3 separate regions of the Sus scrofa genome follow, and regions 1 and 3 are each linked to region 2. A link is a contact called in public Hi-C and HiChIP or PLAC-seq data. All regions are on one chromosome and are shown on one strand. Each heading gives the region's core, a stretch centred on a gene start, on an enhancer-like site or on the middle of the called end of the contact. The rest is flanking DNA. Distances are from core to core; before and after follow the strand shown.

Region 1 (4,262 bases), core at 830-3,329, 110 kb before region 2:
AGGCAGCATTTGAACTCAGATGCTTCGGACCCCGATGTTTCCCTTCTGAACCACTAGACTGAGCTGCAGCTTTAAATCCCTCCCAGACCCCAAAGCCCATCTTCTCCTTTGGCAATTTCCTGCTTATTAGTACAGGGTTAATTCCCAGCATATCTGATACCCGATCAGTTGTTCCCTCCTTTCCCATCGGCACAGGGTCAAACCCCTGCTCCCTTGGGAAACCAGAGAGTAGAGTCCCTTAGAGGTTTTGTTTTTCTGATTTCAACATCCTCTCCCAGACTCTCTCCTTTAACATCCAGGACTGATGATAAGAACACACCCACATATCCAGAAAAGCACAAAAATGCCCAGGCTTAGCTCCCTATAATGGCTCATCAGAGGCCATTTAATTAGCCTCAAACCTTTGCAGCCCAGGACCTCCAGACATGCCGCCAGCTGGCTCTTTACAAACAGCTTTGCTAATATTTGCTGTGGGGACATGTGGCCATCAGGAGGGGCATGTCCCCAGACAGGCGATGAGCTCAGGACATGGGCATTGCCACACCTGCTCTTCTCCCTGAGGACGGGGGAAGCAGCTGTGCAACTGCTGACAACACAGTGTCTGTTGAACTTGGGTCTTGTGTGTGTACTTGTGTGAGGGCAGAAGGGCAGATGGGGGCCAGACCAAGGCCAATGGGGCCCTGGAGGGAGGGACAAGGATGTTTGCACCTGCAATGTGGCAGTGGCTGCTGGACCTGCTTTCCATCATGCTGTTTCCTCTTCGATCCTGTGTTGCTGTGGCTGTGGTGTAGACCAGCAGCTGAAGCTCTGATTTAACCCCTAGCCCGGGAAATTCCATATGCCTCAGGTAGAGCCCTAAAAAACAAAATAAATAAACAAATATTTTAAAAAATATTTAAGTGCTAGTTGTGACTGATGAAATAGATTTCTATCTCCCCTAATGTAGGGATTTGTAACCTAGCTCTGCGAATTTGGATGGGGCAAAACTCTTTAGCTTTATTTTCACTGACCTCTAGCTGAAATGCAGCACTTCCTTCAGTTATGAATATAGGCAACAAATCTTAGTAGTATTAACAGTATTTGTGACATTGCCACTGAAAAACACCATGGATTATTTTGCATCCCATTATAGCTGTTGCAGATGCCTTGAAACAGTTTTTAAGTGCTCACTGCCTTAAAATTATGGTAGTTATTAGAATAGAATCCAACTCTCTACTCATACAATTCTGCCTCAGTCACCTCATCCGATTCTTGGCCCTGAGGCAATTAATGTATTCACTGTTGCTGCAGTGAATTAGCCATATTCTGCAGTTAGAGACACGGAGGCACAGAAGCTGAGACCTCCCTGATGACATGTAACCGCCAAGTAGAGGAGTCAGGATTTTGAACCCAGGCAGTCTGGCTCCAACCTTCACAAATCCTGCACTGCTGGTGACTTTTTCTTTCAACGCTTTAAATATTTCATTCCACTCTCTCCTCATTTGCATGGTTTCTGAGAAGGTGGATGTAATTCTTATCCTTGTTCCTCACTGGGTGAAGTGCTTTTTCCTTGGGCTTCTTTCAGGACTTCTTATTGATGATTCTCTACAGTTTGAAAATGACTCACCTGGGTGAAGTTTTGTTTGTCTGGGTTTTTTAGTTGTGGTATTTTTGTATTTACCCTACTTTGTGCTTCCTGGATCTGTGGTTTGGTGTCTGACGTTAATTTGTGGAAATTCTCAGTCATTATTTTTTCAAATATTTCTTTTGTTCCTTTCTCTCTTTCTCCTTTCTCAGGTGTTTCCATTATACATATGTTAAACCTTTTGTGGTTGCCCCATGGATCCTTGTATATTCTGTTTTTTTTTTTTCCCCCAGTCTTTGTTCTCTTTGCTTTTCAGCTTTTGAATTTCCACTCTGCTGGAGGGAGAAATTCACATTCTGTTGGAGGGATTAAACAGTAAACAAAATCAATAAAACAGAGTATGTCAGAAGGTGGTAACTTGTGGAGAACAATAAAGCAGAGAAGGGGATGGACTCTGAGGTGTGTGTCTGTGTGGAGGGATGTGGGGGAGGGTGTTACTATTAATAGGGAGAGAACCATGTGACCATCCTACAGAAGCTCTTCCAAGTCCAGGGGGGAGCCAGAGCAAAGGCCCTGGGGTGGAGTGTGCTTGGTGTGTTGGAAAACTGACCAGTGGTTAATGTGTCCGATAGGGAGTGAAGGAGGTAAAGAGTAATAGAAAGGTGGTCAGAGAGGGTGCAGGGATCTGGGAGGGGCCCAGAAAGGAGCAGTGTCATTTGATGAGCCCACAGTGGGCACGTCTGAGGAATAACAAGGAGGAATGTGACGATGGAGCATAGCGCCCTCCAGAAGAGCAGGAGGAGGTGGAACCAGAGAGGCAGGCAGGGGCCAGGGGCTGTATGGCCTTGTAGACAATGCCAAGGAAAACCCTGGATTTTATTCAAAAGGTGATGGGAAGCCTTTGGAGGGTTTTGCTGGTAAAGTGACATGATTGAACTGACAGTTTGACAGGATCCCTCTGGCTGCTGTGTTGAGAAGAGCCTGAACGGGATCAAGAGTGGAAGCAGAGAGCCTGCTGTGATCATTCGGCAACAGACAGTGATGGCATGGCCCAGAGCTGTGGCTCAGAGGGGTGAGAAGGGCAGATTCCAGATCTATTTTGAAGGCAGAGCCCACAGGAGCCGTTGACAGGCCATTCGTTTCAGCAGTGTTTGTTACAGCAAAAGTTTGGCAGCAACTTGCATGTCCAGCTGTAGGAGACTAGAAATTACTGTGTACAACAGAGCAGGTCACAGGCTCATAAGAGGGTCAGGAAGCTCTTCAGCACATATACCTGCGGGGGTGTGGGGCTGTTTGCCAAGACTGTCTATGGAACGATAGATGAGAAGCTGGTAGCAGTAATTGCCTCTGAGGACAGGAGGCCTGGAGTCTAGAGGTGGGAGGGTAATTTCACTTTTCACTATACTTTTCGGATTTTGAATTTTTTACCACTTCCAGTGAGTCTCAACTGGAGGTGATGTCCCTCGGGGGACATCTGGTAATGTCTAGAGTCATTTTTGGTTGTCCCAACCGGGGAGAGGGTGCTCTTGGAATTTTGAAGGCAGAGGCCAGGGATGCCGTTAAATACCCTACGGTGCACAGAGCAGACTACCGTAACAAAGAATGATGCAGCCCAAACGTCAATAGTGCTGAGGTTGAGAAACCCCAATCTATGGACAAAATTAAAGTTCTGTTTTGTGTGTGTGTGTGTGTGGCATTCCCATGATGGCTCAGTGGAAACAAATCTGAATGGGATCCATGAGGATGCAGGTTCGATCCCTGGCCTCACTCAGTGGGTTAAGGTCGAAGATGCGGCTCAGATCTGGCGTTACTGTGGCTGTGGCGTAGGCCAGCAGCTACAGCTTCAGTTGGACCCCCAGCCTGGGAACCTCCGTATGCTGTGGATGTAGCCCTAAAAAGACAAAAAAAAAAAAAAGTTCTGTCTTTTTCAGGTCAGTCTTTTACTCTGAGATTTTATTTTGCGGTGAGATTTGAAATAGCCTCTGTTTTACTAGGAAACAGTGATAGTACATAGTAGTTACTTTTCAGCATCATTACTTGGTAAAATAAAATGCCAGCAAGGCTTCTATACTTCCCCAAACTGAATTGGTAATTCTAAAGTTGGAAACTACTCTTTCCAGTAAATGGGATTTGGAATGTAGTGGTTTTAAAATATGTCCACCAAGTCTTTGATACTTGTCTCTTTGTGAGGTGCAATTCCTCGAGTGTGAGCTAATAAATAAAATTTTCTAGAAGTGATGCTCTCCAATACTAGGTCACAAAAGGCATTGTGTTTCCTTCTTGCCTTCTCTCCCTTGGATCACTCTGGGGGAAGCCAGCTGTCATGCTGTAAGAATATTCAAGAAGTCCTGTGGAGCAGTCCACACGGTGAGGAACTGAGGCCTCCTGCCAACAGCCAGCAGGAACCTGAGGCCCCCTGAGCCATGCTGGAGTCTGATCTTCCAGCTTCAGTCAAGCCTTCAGATGACTGCAGCTGATGTCTTCATTGCGGCCTCATGAGAGACCCTCCCTCCCTCCATTCCAAGCCAGAATTACTCAGCTAAAGACCCTCCTGAATACCTGCCCCACAAAACTATGAGATAATACATATTTCAATCTGCTAAGTTTGGGGCGTAATTTATTACACAGCAAGAGCTGCTTAGTATGGAAATCATCAAGCCCTGTCAATCAAGGTGGAGATCGCAAAAGGGCAATGAAT
Region 2 (4,368 bases), core at 930-3,429:
GGTGTGGAGAGGAGGAACCCATGTCAGGCCTGGAAATAGCAAAATAATTCTGTTGATCCTAAGCCGGTTAAGGGTGAGTGACTATGTCTTAAGAGAGGCTTTTTGGACACGAAACCCGGGGCAGGATTATGGCTGGAGGCAGCTCTCAGCAGAGGTAACCAGGCCTAGGAATCTCCACTCCTGTTTGGGGTCAACAGGGAAGAGAGAAAACCTTCGGGCCCCCCTCCACTCTCCAGCCAGCCCCCCACCCCTACATTCACTCTCAAAGGCCTCTCCTTGGGCACCCAGATCTGGAGAAAGGTCCCCGCAAACCCCCTCCAGACCCTGTGCTGTAGGTGGGCCTTGAGTGGGGGGCCAACGGAGCCTGGGAGACCCCACAATGGGAGGCCAGCCAGACCGGAGGCAGCCCGAGCTAAGGCAGCACGGGTGCCGTGGAGACTTCCTCCTCTTTTTCCTTTCCATGAATACATTTACCTGCCCTCCTTTTCTGGCCCCGCTCTGAGGATGAGTTATGTTCAACACATCTCTCCTGACTTGGTCTTTGTGGATTTTGACATCATCCCCTCTTTTCTGGGCTCCCCCCTGGGCCCCACGCGGCCTCTTTTATAGCACTGCACACACTGTTGTCATTTACTCCCAAGTCGCAGCGCATGGGCCGCGTGAAGATAGGCCCCCGTCGCTCCCAAGCCATCCCTGAACCCCAACCTGACCCAGAGAAAGTGCTCCAGCAACAAAAGACCTCCAGCCCAGGCCTGCCTCCCTTGCCCCCCCCACCCCCAGCCTTTCCCTTATGGTTTCTGCTTTTGCTCACAGCACACAGGACTCCCTGGCCCACCAGTGTGATGATCTCATTCCTGCCTCTTTCTCCTTCTTTTTCATGTTGCCTCATTTTTCTCTATTTCAAAATTGACATCCTCTTCCAACAGCCAAAGCATCTTTATAAGCTGCATCAAACAGTTCTTGGAATCGACTCACCAAATAAAGAAGCAACCAGGGCTGACCCTTTGCTCACATGCGTCCACAGCCAGCTGTATGCTTCATGCATGCACACACCCACCCCTCAGAGTCCCTTTGCTGCATTTTTCTCACTTATGTTAAAACAGACAGTATCTCAAGATCCCCCCCCCCCCGTATGTCTATAAGCTGCATTCATTCCCTCCTGGGGGCAAAGTGGGGTTATAAATATAGGGATAAGTATTAAAATTATAGGCTGACTTTCTTTCCAACCCAGGTCTGGGCATCCACAAGGGAGCATTATATAGAATAGACCAAATTCAACTCTCTCCATCCTAGCAAGGTTTTATTGTCGCACCATGCCCTGCTATTTGCAGTGGCCATTCTCTTACTATGGGTTTTCATAAATCTCTGTAAACCCTTTTCTCCAACAAAGTTGGGGCATAAAGAATTGAATAATGAAAGGATGGGGCGGCCAAGGCCACAGAGGAGCAGCCTGAAGGGGTTGTTGGTCCTCACCTTGGAGGTCTCAGCCATAGCCTTTCCTCTTTCCTGGTCTCCATATTTGGGAAGGAAGCCAGCGTCCCCCAGCCATGGTCCTGAATCTGCAGACACAGGCAGAACCCCCTGGCCTAGCAGCCCCCAGATTTCAGACTCACCTTGGCGGCCACAGAGGAATTGGGCTTCTCCAGTAGGTCCCACAGCTTTTTCCTCTTCTCTGCGCAGCAAGTGTTATCGAACTCCTCGCCCTCCCGCTCCCGTAGGGTCTCGGCCTCACGCTTGAGCTCCTCGTTCATTTGCTCCTTCTTCTGGTGGTAGCGAGCCTGGCAGCAGGACTCCAGATAGATTTCGTCGATGCCCCAGTAGTCAAGCTCTTGGCTGAAACTGAGGGCGCACATCTCCTCCATCATGTGCAACCGTCCCGTGCGGTAAAAGTTGAGGATGGAGGTGAAGGCGCCTGGATGGCGGTCGAAAAAGTACTCATTGTCATCCAGGCTGTAGTCGTCGCACACCTCGAGCAGCGAGTCATGGGTGTTGCAGTCGCGAAGCTTGCCCAGCCGCGTGCGGGGCAGGCGGTCCAAGGTGCGCCAGAGCACCTCGTGCGCCAACCCCCCAACGTTGAGGCGGACGCGCCTGGAGCACGCCTTGCTGCGCACAATCTCCATGGGCTCGGGTGGCAGCGAGCTGGTGGAGCGGGAGCCATGCTTCGTCATGCCCGCCGGCATCGCTGGTCCGGCCGCCCCCGCCCCCCCTGCCCCCCCAGGCCGCTGTCACTGGACGGCAAGGCCGGCTGCCGCGGGGGAGGGGGGCAGGGAGCGCTGTGGGCTGCTGGGGGTGCAGGAGGCCGCGCGGGTGCGTGTCACCGCCGTCTTCTCACCTCCATCCCGACGGCTGCGAGGCAGAAAGCAGACGCAGGTCAGCAAACACGGAGCTGCGCCTGGCCCCTCCCCACCTCTCCACCGATGCCCCAGCCCGCCTTGACCTTCCTGGAGCTTAAGCCGCTCAGGCGGGCAGAAAGGCTGGGCGCTGTCCCTCCCTCCAGTGCTGAAGTCCGCCCCACCCCATGGGTGGAGGGAGGGGCGGCCTTTCGGGGCGGGGAGAGGGCCCCCAAGAGGCACCCCGGGGCCCAGGAGGCCCCACCCCGGGCTTCTGCAGCCCCAGCCGACCCGGCCGCCTGGGGCGCTGTCCGCCCCTTCGAGTGCTGAAACTCGTTTCTCTCTAGGTCTCCCCGTCGAGTCCCGGACCTGGCCCCGCAACGGGGAGAAGAGGGGCCCTGCACGAATAAAACTTAAAAAAAAAAACACAAAACCCAAAAAACTCATCTTTTCCTTCCCCAGCTCCGAGATAGATAATTAGGATTTGAGGGCTGGGAGTGGCAGCGGGTTTGCTTTTTTTAAACCTTTAAAGATTTGGGGGAATTCTGGAGGGTTTCAGGTGTTCACCTGTCGGCCACAACAGACGGGGTGGTGAGGACAGCCTCGCTGTCCTGAAGCGACCCCTCTCCCCAAGCCTAGGGAGCATCCTCGAGGTCGCTCCGGAGACGAGGTGAACCCTGAAGTCGCAAAGGCAAGCTCTCCGCGAGGTCCTGCCCCTCCCTCTGCGCCCCCTACCCCACGACAGGAGGGGCGCACAGATTCCCGGGGATCCACCTGGTCCGCCCTCCCCTCTTTCCTTCCCCGCCCCCTTCTCCTTGTCCTCCTCCTCTTCCACCTCTTCCTCCTCCTCCTCCTTGCTCCTCTCCTGCGATGGCTTTTTATAACTCCGGGTTCTGCGCCTTTCCCGGGGCTTGGAAAGGAAGGGGTGGGGGAGGTGGGAGGCGGGGAAATGAGCTGAATTTTCTGGCCTTTTCAAAACGAGCCCTCCTCCCTCCGCGCACTGGTAATTTCGGGGGCTCCTCTGAGCCCCCAGGTATGTGAAGCTCATGCTCTATCCCCTCACCCCTAGATGGGGATCGCACACCCTCCCGGGCTCTGGCCCTCGCCCACCCACCTCCCCTCCTCCCCACCCCAGCCTGAAACCGCGGAGCTTGGGTAGACCTAGAGGCCGAACACCCGGCAGGCGAGCCCCCCTCCTGTGTCCCCTTGCGTTCCCGCCGCGCGCCCCAACACTCACCCCCAGGGTGGCCGCCTCCTGGGGCCAGGGTCCACGCATCGCCGCGGCCGCCCGGGCGCCCCCGCCCGCGGGCAGCGGCGGACCCGGGGCCGGGCTGGGCCCGGCCTACACCGGCCGGGCAGACGACGCGCCGGAGCTGCAGGCGCCGCGGGGCCAAAGCGCGCTCTGCGAGGCTGGGGGCACTGGCGGGCACCGGGGCGCGGGTGGCAGGACCAGGATCAGGCAGCGCCTTCTGCTCCACCTCCTCCTCCTCCTGCTGCTCCCGCGGCAGCGGTGGCGGCTGCTAGGGCGAGATCAACAAGTCGGGGCTGAGCTTCGGCTCCGCGCTCGCTGCGATTCTGTCCTGCACTTCGGAGCGCCCGGAGTCGGGCAACGAGGCGGGACGGCGCCACCTGCGGGTCGGAAGCGTGAGCGTCGCTTAACTCTTGCCTGCCCGGCTCAGCTGGCTGCTGAGGCTGGGGGCGGACTGGGGGACCGCGCGGAGATGCGCCTAGCGGTCTGCCCCCTCCTACCTGGGCTACCTCCGCTGCCTGCCTCCAAATCCCGCCTTCCTTCATCTGGTCAACACCGTGGCTTGACCGCCTACCGTGTTCAAAGCACTAAGATTAGCGTCTGAAATACAGCTGTGAACCAAACACAAACGTCCAGGCCTTGTGGAGCTGGTTGGAAACAGACCAAAACCAAGAAAGTAAAAGAGTATGTCAGACAGTGATAAGCACTGTGGGGATAATGAAGCAGAGGAGAGGGATAGAGCCTGGGCTTGAGGGAGAAGATTGCACTTTTACATAACCCTCGCTTTCA
Region 3 (4,341 bases), core at 216-2,715, 65 kb before region 2:
CTCTTGATCCCTACCACCTGCTCTTTGCTGGATTTTTCCTGTTTTGGCAAGTGGCACCCCCATCCTCCCAGATCCTTGGGCCACCAACCTGGGAGCCACCCTCCTGGACTGCTCTCTGCCCATCAGCAAATCCTGTGCGCCCCCTTTAGACCCAGTCCAGAGTCTCAGCCTTCTCTCCACCCCCGTCCAGGTTCCTGAGTACCCACCCCAGGACCAGGGCAGTGGCTTCTCTCATCCCTGTAGTCCAGTCTCCCCTCGTAACGATCTTTTAAAAACATACATTGATCCTGTCACTGCCCTGCTCCAAAGCCCCTAGAGGTGTCCCACTGCACTCGGAATAAAAGCCAGTGGCCTCGGCATGACCTCACAGCCCTGCCTGGTCTGGCTCCGGCTGCCACCCCTCCTCGCCTCCCTCCCATCACTCGTGGCTCAGCCACGCTGGCCTCTCTGCTGCTCTTCCAAGGGCCCCAACTCGCTCCAGCCTCAGGGCCCTGAGCTCCCAACAGGTCTCTTTCCTCCTCACCCTTCAGCTCCCATCTCTGCTGTCACCTCTAGAGAAAGGACTTTGGATCCACCTGGATAAAGCAGCCCCCCCACGTGTCACCCCAAGTCGCTTTCAGGGTTCTGAAAGCACTCAGTTTTTTCTTTTGTGACTTGTCGATTGTCTCATACGGCAGAATGAGGGGGCAGGGATGGTGCCTGCCTTGATGCCCTGTGTGTTCCCAGCTGCCTGGTACCCAGGAGGTGCTCAATAAATGTCTGCTGGATGAATGTATACACAAGGCCTTTCCCAGTGGGGAAGTTGAGGAGACTTCTCAGAATCACAATCACAGACTCATGGGAACACTTTTGAGTCATCTGAGTGGTGAGCTTCCAAAAGATTCTCAGAGCCCTCAGGATACAGCCCTGCCCGGCAGAACCACGCTGGGGCCCAGGCCTCCGCCTCTCCGCCTCTCCGCCTCTCCGTCTCTCAGCCTCTCTGTCTCTCAGCCTCTCCACGGGGCCATCATGGCCTCCTAGACTCCTCCTGAGAGCTCCCCACCTGGCCACAGACCCTGCCACGCTGGCCGCCCCCTCCTCACAGCCCTGCACCAGGCACCCCATCTTCCTTTGCCCCATATGGGATTTTCTTCTAGAAGGCCCAGGAGAGAGCAGACAAACTGCAGCCTCCTCCCCTCTGGGGAGGGTGAGGGTGTTGGTGCTGGAGAGACGAGATCACCGGGTGGCCAGGCCAGGGTTTGCCGCTCTCCTTGGACCAGTGGCCTTGGGGCAGCCTCTTCTTTCGCTGAGCCTCAGTCTCCCCAGATGCAAAATGGGGTCCCACTGATATTTCAGAGAAACCAACAGGGAGTCTTTTCTTGCTTCTGCAAGAAAACATCAGCAGCCACAGTTTGAGCACCTACTGTATGAACTTTTCTAAGTGTTTTAATTATAGCTTTCAAGGCTTCTAGAAGGGGAGCCGGAGTAAGAGATACACTTTCCAAACAACCCAGAGAGCATGCCAGCCCTGAAAGAGACGCTCCGCCCAAAACACAGATCCTTTGAATAACACACAGGCGTGTTTTTGTCCTTGTTTTTTCATTGGTGGTTGTGACCCACTAAATTGATTTTATGACCCTCAGTCTGAGAAGTACTGTGTTAACTCACTTAAACCTCGCAAAACCCTACGAGAGAAGAGCTATTAATACCTCATTTTATGGATCAGGAAAGGGCTTGCCCGAGCAAGCGATGGGGCTTTGAGGCCAAGCCAGACCTCAAACCTTAACTGCTGTGCTCAGCTGCCCCTTTAAGGGCTGCGCTGGGTAAGCAGGGTGCCTGCCTGGGATGGGGCAATGGCAACCTTTCCACGATCCCCTGGCAACTCCCCTTCCTTGGCCCCGGGCAGCTCCTCTTTTGGTTTCCCTAAGCAAGATGTCAGGTTAGTAAAACAGATCCCAGAGTTTAATTAAAATAATGAGCTGTGCCAGAGGAAGGGCGCCAGGGCCAGCCAGGGTGGGGAAGATGAATTACGGTGCTGTTCTCGGGAAGAGGTGGGGAGGGAGGGAAGGGGACGGCGGAGGAGAAGAGAAAAGAAGAAAAAAGAGAAAGAGAAGACGCAAAGAGAAGGAAGAGCAGAAGAGGGAAAGAAAAAGGAGGAAGGAGGCAGATAGAGAAGAGCCCGACCGACCGACGGACCGACCGACCGACCTGAGAAGGCAATCGTGTCCTGATTTGGCTCTGCTCACACTCTCGTCTCCTCTGACCCCCTACTCCCACAGAATTCCAAGACCAGAATCTTCTACAAGATCTGAATGTGTCACTGCCCTGCAGATCTGGCTCCCACCACCCTTCCTCCTCTCTCGTCCCCACTCCCCTTCTGGCCTCCCCACAGCACCGCCACTGCCCCCATCTCCGTGTTCCCAGGGGGCCACGCATAAGCTCTACTCTCTCCCTACTCCTCCTGCCCAAGATGACTCTGGCTCCTCCTTCAGGGTCTCTTTAAATATCACTTGGGGGCACAGGGCTGAACCCAACTGGCAACACCCCCTTCCCGCACTCATGGTTCAGACGGGGAGCTGGACAACACGCAAGCAGTCAATGAAAGGACAGAGGATTTAAAGCACTGGGTAGAAAAGCAGTGACCGACTTTCTGAGCGCTCTGTGTGCCAGGCCCTGCTCAGAGGGCTTCCTGTACATTTTCTGCATCTTGCTCCAGCCCTGAAAGACGGGTGCTATTATTGCCTTCACCCTATGAGCCGTGGGACTGGTGGCTGGCAGTTTATTGGTGCAGAGCCGGGTTTCACTTGGGAAGCCTGGCTTTGAAACCACCAGGCTTCATGGTGGCTCTAAACAGTGAGGAGATGGGTAGGGTGGGCAGACGTGGGGACAGGGACGAGGAGGCGACTGCTATTTGGTGGTCTGCGAAGATGGATCTCAGGCAGAGGGGCTGGCCCTGCAAAGGTGGCAGAGGTTGTTATAGGGTGAGTCCACCCCAGCACCCCACGAGTTCCCATCCTGTTAAAAACATACTTGGCTCAAGCCAGTGTGGACACTGGGAAAGGCCAAAGCCAAGTCCACCGAAGGCCTTGGTGGGTTCTAGCCCTGTGACAGGGCACTGGGCTCTTTCCTCTCTGGGTGACCCTGGGGAAAGGTCTAGGAGACTCAAGAGGGGAGAGGCCACCAGTCTTCAAAGCCACCAGAGGTCAGGGGAGGGCCATGCCTGTCTCTTGGAAAATAATGTCTTTTCAGCTGTCACTGAATGAATGGCTTCATTCATTCATTCACCTCCTCCTGCCTCACCATGGATAGCTTGTCCACTGAAGTCCTCTTAAATCTCCTCTCCTCCTCACACGTTCCACTTCGGCCACAACAGCCTTCTTGCCATTTCCCAATAGACTGAGCTCATTTCTGCCCCAGGACCTTTGCACTGCAGTCCCCTCTGCCTGGAATGCTCTTCCTCCACTTTGTGATGCTGTCCTTAATCAAGCCTCAGCTTCCAGAAAGGGGGCAGGGTGGTGCATAAGAGGAGCCATTCTGCCCAGAATTAACAATCCACGAATGTCTTAAACAAAAGTTTTTATGATATAGACATAAGTTTATAAGATATAGTCACTGCACCATTGCTTATTAGACCAGAAAGTTTGGAAAAAAACCGCAGTGTCCACCAAGAGGGGAAAAGTTAAGTCAATAGTGAGCCAGCCACAATGGAATACTACACAGCTGTAAAAACGAGAAAAGTGACTCAATATGCAAAACTAGGGCATAATTCCTGATGAAAGATGTTAAGAAACAGAGCAAGAACAAAGTGTGTAACCAGCCCCTACTTCAATAATACAAAGGAAAAAGGATCTACACGTACATGGATTTGGATGTACTTGTTTGTGGATAAATTGTTTCTGGAAGAGATCAGAAGACTGGTAACAGCGGCTGCCTCTGGGGAGGAGGCCTGGGGACAGGGGCAGGAGAAGGACTTTTCACAGTGTGCCCTTTGGAACACTTTGGCTTTCATATCAAGAAAATATATCACCTATTCAAAAAAACTGACATCCCAATATTTTTAGAATTTTGACCTTAACTCTAAATGGGTTACATACACAAACAGGGACACAGGGACAGCGACAAGAAAAGATTGTGTTCGTCAAACCACACCACCCTTGCATCCCATTACTTGCTCACGCCTGGAGAATAGCATAAATTTAAAATATAAATAGATAAGTACATAAAACGAATCCTGCAGTTATCTTATAAGCCTCACACATACATGGTGTGTGCAGGTCAAAAGCACAAAGGCGTTCAATTTAATATTTTAAATGTACCATAACTTTTGGGATGTCTTCATTTGGGAGCTTTACAAAAAAAATA

Evidence for each region. A called contact is a pair of places that touch in the nucleus more often than the background predicts. HiChIP or PLAC-seq counts read pairs in DNA pulled down with a chosen protein or histone mark.
Region 1: an H3K27ac HiChIP or PLAC-seq map of skeletal muscle shows a contact between it and region 2. The contact joins the enhancer-like site here to the promoter of KCNB1 in region 2. A contact is called at or near these places in 1 of 5 promoter capture datasets (fetal liver), 4 of 47 Hi-C or Micro-C datasets (epiblast stem cells, fibroblasts, retroperitoneal adipose tissue and 1 more) and 1 of 2 datasets of contacts at active chromatin or transcription factors (skeletal muscle).
Region 3: a Hi-C map of skeletal muscle shows a contact between it and region 2, with 6 times the contacts expected there. The contact joins the enhancer-like site here to the promoter of KCNB1 in region 2. A contact is called at or near these places in 5 of 47 Hi-C or Micro-C datasets (epiblast stem cells, psoas muscle, retroperitoneal adipose tissue and 1 more) and 1 of 2 datasets of contacts at active chromatin or transcription factors (skeletal muscle).

What each region holds. Positions count from the first base shown.
Region 1 is chr17:51,027,017-51,031,278 of Sscrofa11.1, forward strand. No RefSeq gene overlaps it. Among named protein-coding and RNA genes, the nearest start is that of ZNFX1, 70 kb to the left of the region's middle. Within about 2 kb of position 2,080, at least 4 of the 83 cell types and tissues checked have an H3K27ac peak or open chromatin away from gene starts, as enhancers often do. A contact at or near this core is called in skeletal muscle, where this site is marked.
Region 2 is chr17:51,140,457-51,144,824 of Sscrofa11.1, forward strand. KCNB1 (potassium voltage-gated channel subfamily B member 1) reads right to left here and starts at 2,180. Exons shown (of 2, transcript NM_214218.1): 1 at 1,614-2,180. The coding sequence starts at 2,180.
Region 3 is chr17:51,075,791-51,080,131 of Sscrofa11.1, forward strand. All of the region lies in intron 1 of KCNB1 (potassium voltage-gated channel subfamily B member 1), which reads right to left. Among named protein-coding and RNA genes, the nearest start is that of KCNB1, 65 kb to the right of the region's middle. Within about 2 kb of position 1,466, at least 17 of the 83 cell types and tissues checked have an H3K27ac peak or open chromatin away from gene starts, as enhancers often do. A contact at or near this core is called in skeletal muscle, where this site is marked.